Linked DNA regions of Gossypium raimondii: region 2 is linked to region 1. A link is a contact called in public Hi-C data. All regions are on one chromosome and are shown on one strand. The core of a region is the stretch at or near the end of the contact, and the rest is flanking DNA. Distances in the headings are between cores, read along the strand shown.

Evidence for each region. Hi-C and Micro-C count contacts between places; a contact is called where the count stands out from the background.
Region 2: a Hi-C map of leaf shows a contact between it and region 1, with 4 times the contacts expected there. The contact joins the enhancer-like site here to the promoter of LOC105762158 in region 1. A contact is called at or near these places in 2 of 2 Hi-C or Micro-C datasets (both in leaf).

The regions. Positions count from the first base shown.
Region 1 is chr12:37,038,187-37,041,684 of ASM2569854v1, forward strand. LOC105762158 reads left to right here and starts at 1,403. Exons shown (of 3, transcript XM_052624653.1): 1 at 1,403-1,733; 2 at 1,830-1,895; 3 at 2,013-2,285. The coding sequence starts at 1,535. The coding sequence ends at 2,101.
Region 2 is chr12:37,127,834-37,131,130 of ASM2569854v1, forward strand. No RefSeq gene overlaps it. Among protein-coding and RNA genes, the nearest start is that of LOC105763913, 16 kb to the left of the region's middle. Within about 2 kb of position 1,703, the one cell type or tissue checked has open chromatin away from gene starts, as enhancers often do. A contact at or near this core is called in leaf, where this site is marked.

The DNA.
Region 1 (3,498 bases), core at 153-2,652:
AGCTGCTTGATGGTGCTAAAGATATTTTGATCGATTTTTTTTTTTGAAAAATAGAAAAAAATCTATTAATAGAGATGAAGACCGGTACATGGATACACATTGTTGCAGCATTAACAGGCCAAGGAACACTAAGCAGCCGAAAACATGACAACATCAAGACAAAACTGAATAACATTACAAAACATTAGCACCATATGATAATATTCGCATTTGTTCTCAGTAATGGAATGGCTGATGCTATTACTACCTAGTGGTGAGGAGTCTTGCGTTATTTAAAGCTTGGTGATAAATGATTTTTGTTTGGTGACGAATGTTTTTCTATCTTGTTTCACTCTTACTCTTATGTATATACTGTAGCGACTTAAAATTTTTTTTGCATGGGCGTTAGTCGACGTGATCATTGAAAATTTAAAAGTAAAGTTTCGGTTTTATTTAAAAAAGGGAGTCGCCACCGATTCTTTTTCCTAGGTGTGATCGGACACCTAATAAATCCTCTTCTTAATAGAAAAATTATTTTGTAAATTTTATTTTAAAAAAAAGCCGAGTTAGGCCCACGTCAAAATTCCAGACAAAATTAGGGTTCGGGAGTTAATTACGCGCGAGGAAGGTATTAGTACCCTCGCGACGCCCAAAATTGGTATCTCGTTAAACGTGTGTTGTCTTAAATTTAAAAAAAAACGAGTTCAATTTAATACTTAACCGTGATCCAAAATTTTCTTTTTCTCTTTTAAAAAAAACGAGAAATTTGATAAATTACATATTATTATTTATTTTAAAAAAATATATATAATTTGATAATTTACAAAAGATAATTTATTTTAAAACACGAGAATTTTTAAATTTTTCATTTTTTTAGAAGGATGTCTCGTATTTAACACGAACCGATGATATTCACCCAACATAGCGATAAAATCAATGGCTTAATGTTAAAACGATTCGTTGCCTTATCCATTAAAATTATTTTTTTAATTTTAAAAATGCAAGTAAAATAAATGTAATAATATTTCTAAAAAAGTTATTTAAAAATGCTAATTCAATTAAAACGAAACAACAATTAAATACATAGACTAAATTAAAAAGGATAAAAATATTACCTACGGCCCGAAATTATGGGCTTGAAGAATGGGCCCTTCTCTCTTTTTCTTTTTTTCTTTCTTCCTTTCTTTTTTTTCTGGAAGATTGGGCCACTCGGCGCTGGGCCGGATGCTGGCTTGCTGGCTGCTGCACGCTGGGCCTGGCTGCTGCTGGAGGGCCTGCTATGCTGCTGCTGGGGCTGCCTGGGTGCTGGGCTGCTGGGAGAGTGGGCCTGCTGTTTTTTCTTTTGCTGGGCTTGGGGCTGCTGGTGGTGTGGCCTGCTGATGCTGCACCGGTCTGCTGGCTGCTGTGGGTTGCTGTTCGGGTCGGGTCAACCCGGCTGTTATGTTATTTTTTTTTCTTCTTTTTCCTTTTTCCTTTTTTCTTTTTTTTCTTCTTTTTCTTTTCTTTCTTTTCTTCTTCTTTTCAAACCCTAGCCGCCGCCGTCTTTCGCCCGGTGATGCGACGATGCCGGCGCTCCTCCCTTCTCCTCCTCCGTCTTCTTTCTCTCCTTTTCTTTTTTTTCTCTTCTTTCTTCTTTCCCTTCTTTTTTCTTTCCTTCTCTCTTTCTCTTCTATTTCGACAATCCCCAAAGTTGAAGGCGTCGCCGCCGCGCTCGCCCTCGGCTCTTCTTCGCCTCGGTGGCCTGCGATTCAAAGGTAAACGTTTTTAAAAATATGATTCTTGGCTGCTGATTTTTGGAAATTTTTTGCTTTCTTCATTTTTTGTTTGGTTGCTTTGTGATTGGCTTTTAGGTGGTGGTGCGACGGTTGCGGTGGCGGTGGTTTATGCGACGGTGGCGATGGCCTTTGGCTGCTGTTGTTCGGTTTTTTGATTTTTTTTTTGCTTCTTTTTTTTGTTTTTTTTCGAATCCCCCTCTCCCTCTCATTTTTCTTCTTTTAATCTCACCGATTTGTTTTCTTTCTCTTTGTCTTCAGGTGACAGTGGAGGGCATCATGAACCTAGGGAGGCTGAAGGAGTAGCTGGAGGTGGCAATGCACGCCCGGATGCCGATTGGGTGATTTGACATGTCCAGAAAGACTAAATTGTAGAGGATGCAAAACTTCTGGGGCAAAATCACAATTTTAGAAAAATATAGGGCCAAAATGTAATTTTAAAAAATTGAAGGTTAAAATGTAATTTTGAAAAATTCAAGGGTCAAAATGTAATTTTTATTTTTATTTTTGGAAAAAACCATATACATTTACTGTTTTGAGGGATGATGATTGAGTTCTATTTTTCAACAATTTGTTTGTTTGTGTGAGTGCTTCAGTATTTTGGAGTTTTTGTAACATTTTGTTTATGGAAGAGGTTGGCATTAATAGGTCGTAGTAGTTAACTTTATTGAAATAATTGCAAAATGTTTAACATTCGGTTAAATAAATTACATTGAAGTTAGAAATAATTCTGATAATATTTTTGAAAGTTAATATTTATATCCATTTCATAAATTCTACATCAAAATCAAAAAATTAGTTCAACTAGCTTAATAAATAGAATTTTGTAATTTAACTGATTAAATCAAAATTAATTTTAAAATTTTATTAACTTTGGAAGCTGTTTTCAGATTGTGAATACTAAACTTTGAAATTCATTTTCTTTATTGATTTAGATAAAAAAAACAACCCCATTTAGAAAAGCTAAACTGTCTTACAATACAAATACTTCTCCCACATGCGTATTATATTTCAATAAGGGTCCAATTCTACCATTAGAGTTTACTAGAAAATTAATATCCCTACACAATTAAAATATAATTTAATCTTTCGATTAAAAAAATTAAAACACTAATTATCTAATTATGCTAGATATCAAATTTAATAGAAAGAAAATTCTAAAGAAATTAAAGGTAAGCAAATAAGAGAATGGAAATTGAGTTGAAATCAATTATATGAAAGTTAAAAATAATTCGATAATATATTTGAAAGTTAATATTTATATCCATTCCATAAATTGTAAATCAAAATTAACTCAATTGGTTCAACCGGTTAAATAAAAAAGTAATGAGTTTGATTTTGTGGTTCCACCGTTAAATCGGAAACTAACTCATCTAATTCTTGTTAACTTTTGAAGGTATGCCAAATTCGACTAAATCGTAGATCCAATGTAGCGTAGTTTATTTTCTCTTGCGTACGAGGCACGAAGATGTGATTTCCCAATTAGGCAAATAAAAATAATAAAAAATTTCTAACATAAAATAAAATTGGAATAATATATTTATCAAGTATAATAAATATGAAATAAAAATAAACAAAAAAAATATTAAAAAGTTGTAAAATAAAAAAAAATTCAATTAGCCATTTAAGATGCCTACTAGAGGTGCTCATGGGCCAGGCGGCCCGGCCCGACGGCCCGCCCAAAATATGGGAGGGTTCGGGTAAAAATATAGGCCCGAAATATGGGTTTGGGCACCACTTTTTTGGC
Region 2 (3,297 bases), core at 453-2,952, 90 kb after region 1:
TTTTTATTTTTATTTTTTTGTTATTTAAATTGGCATCAATCGAATTAAGAATCGTTCGGCATATCAATCTTGATATAGAGGTTAAATCACTCTCTAAGTGAACTACTCAGATTGGGTAAAAATTAAAAATTGAAACAAAAAAAAAAGGTGGTTGAACCCATTGAAACGTGTTTTCTTACCTTTTTTTTATAATATTTATTTATTTATTGTTAGACCAACGATTGAATTGAGAATCAATGGTTTGACCAATTCGATCACCAATCCGATTATTAAATATTGGTCCAAACAAGCAAACTAATAATTACAAAGAACATATAGAATTTGTATGTATTTATTCGTGATAACGTAATTGAAAAAGGTGTAATTAATAGGTAGTAATCATGCATTCTTAGAATTGTAAAAGATTCTAATTTTTAAATTTGTTTAAAAGTCATCATGGTTAATTGCCACGCGTAATTTTTCAATTTTCAACCATGAGATATGGATTGAAGCAAATAATTAAGGTGCTCAGATTAAATTCTATTCAATAAGACCAGCTAATTACAATAGCTACTAAACAATGTGACACAAATGTAATTGCTTGTATCGATTACACTTAATCAGACTCACTAATTATTATAGTCATCCATGCATACATATAAATGAATTACAAATAATTACACGTAAATTTATATACTAAATCAACTTTCCAAACATATCAATAAATATGAACAATATAATTAATTAAATTATTTGTTTGTAACACTTGTTGATATCCCTTTTAATATTTTTTTAAAAATCTAAACCAACCTTCTTTTTATAATTTTTAGGTACAAGTATCATGGAGGCTTACGTATTAAGAATCAGATTGCATTTTGCCCCTGCTTAAAAAAATGGGGTTGTTAGTCTGATTAACGAGCAAATTGGTTCTTCCATGGAGGCCCTTGTGTAATCACTGAATTTTGTCCGGGATTAATTTCGTGTTTGAAAAAAAAAAAGATTTTTTTTATTTTATTTTTTGCATTTTAACCCCTGTAATTTTAAAATTTTACATTTTGACCCCAAACTTTTCTAAAATTTACATTTTGACCCCAAAACTTTCTAAAATTACATTTCAACCCTTATACTTTCTCAAAATTTCACTTTGACCCCTAAACTCTCAAGAAATTACATTTTGGCCCATATTTTTGCTAAAATTACACTTTTGCCCCAGAAGCTTTGCATCCTATGCAATTTAGTCCTTCTGGACTTGTCTAATCGCTGCAGCAGTGAGTGTACCCCTCCCGGCCGAGCTACTCCAGCAGCCCCCCTAGGCCATCATGGCTCCTCTGCCACCTGCAAACAATGAGAAAGAGGACAAAATTTGGAGCTTTTAAAAAGAAAAAATTGAAGAGAAGGGGGGGATTTTTCGGCAACCAAAGCAAAAAAAATAGCAGAAAATTCCAGCAGCAAAAAATACTCCCATGGGCCGATCCCACGCTCACCGCCACCGTACCCACGCCACCACGATCGCCGTGCAACAATCATCGTTACTCCTCGCCGAAGTCAAGCTAAGAAATGTGCAAGCATAAACAAAAGAAAGGAAAATAGCATCAAGCAAGCAAAAAAAAAAGTAAAGTAGAAAGAAGTGAAGAAAGAAGAAGAAGAGAGGAGGGAAAGGAGAACGCCGGCGACCGTCCAACCACCGCACCCAGGAGACACCGACGGCGGTGAAAAAGAAGGGCCAAGGCTTTGAGACAAGAAGAAGAGAAGAAGAAAAAAAAAAAAAAAAGAGGAAGAAAAAGAGAGAAAAAAGAAAGAAAAAAAGAAAATAAAAAGTAATAAAAAAATAAAAACAGCAGCCCATTTTTGGTAAGCCACCAGCAGTCCACCACCAATGGACTTGACCCAGTGCAGGCCCAATACCCCAGCAGCTCCAGCGGGCCGTTTGCAGCAGTGAAGCGGGCCAACTGAGGCCCAAACCGAAAAAAAGGAAAAGGGCCTTTTTGGGTAAATTTTTTTCTTTTTAATCTATTTTATTTTATTTAATGTATTTAAATGGTGTTTTATTTAATTTAAATTAGTATGTTTAAAAATAGTTTTCATAAATATTATTATGTCATTTTAATTGCATATTTAAAAAATAATAATAATAATATTTTAATGCATAAGGCAACGAACCAATTTAGCATCGAGTCATCGAATTCATCGCTATGTTGGGTGGATATCGATAGCTCGTGTTAAATTCGGGACGCTCTTTTAAAAATAAAAATATTCAAAAATCCTCGTATTTTAATAAAAATTCTCATGTTTTATTAGAATCCCGATTAAATATTAAATTGAATTGAGTTAACACTAATTCGATGGTTTCATCGCCATAACGAGGTGAATGTCACCGATTCATGTTAAATACGGTATTTAAAGAAATAAAAAAATAAAAAACTTGTGTTTTAAAAAATTCGTGTTTTAAATTTCCATGTTTTAAAATTTTCGTGTTTTAAAAAAATAAAAATAAAAATTTCGTGTTATCAAAATTCCGTGTTTAAAAATTTTTCATGTTTTCAAAAATTCTCATGTTTCAAAAATTTTCGTTTTTTCAAAATTTTCATGTTTTCGTGTTTTCAAAAAAAATTCTCATGTTTTTAAAAAAAATCGTATTTAAAAAAAATCATGTTTTCAAAATTTTCGTGTTTTCAAAATTTTTCGTGTCAAAAAATTCTCATGTATCGAAAATTTCCTTGTTTTCAAAAAAAATTCTGTGTTTTCAAAAAATTTTCGTGTTTCAAAAATCTTCGTGTTTTCGAAAATTATTATTGTGTTTCAAAGCTCTCGTGTTTAAAAAAAAGGGTTTTCTCAAGTTTCAATCGGATCATAATTAAATCTTAAATTGAACTTGTATTTTTGAAAATTAAGACAACGCGCGTTTAACGAGATACCAATTTTGGGCGTCGCGAGGGTGCTAATACCTTCCTCGCGCGTAACTGACTCCCGAACCCTAATTTTCTCTGGATTTTCACGCAGACCTAAAATTACCTCTTTTTTAGGAAAATTTAAAAATAAATTTTTTTCTAAAAAGAGAATTTATTAGGTGTCCGATCACACCTAAAAAAGATCGGTGGCGACTCCTTTTGCAAATAAAATTGAAACTCTATTTTCAAATTTTCAATAATTAATTCGATTAGCGCCCGTGCCCAAAATTTTTAGGTCGCTACAGCTAGCGACTCCGCTGGGGACAAAATGTTTTTGAGAGTCAAGTCTGATGTTAAACGCGTGTTGTCAAATTTTTAAAACCCTTTGTTCAAATTAATTTTTAATCGTGATCCTTGAATTTTATTTTTT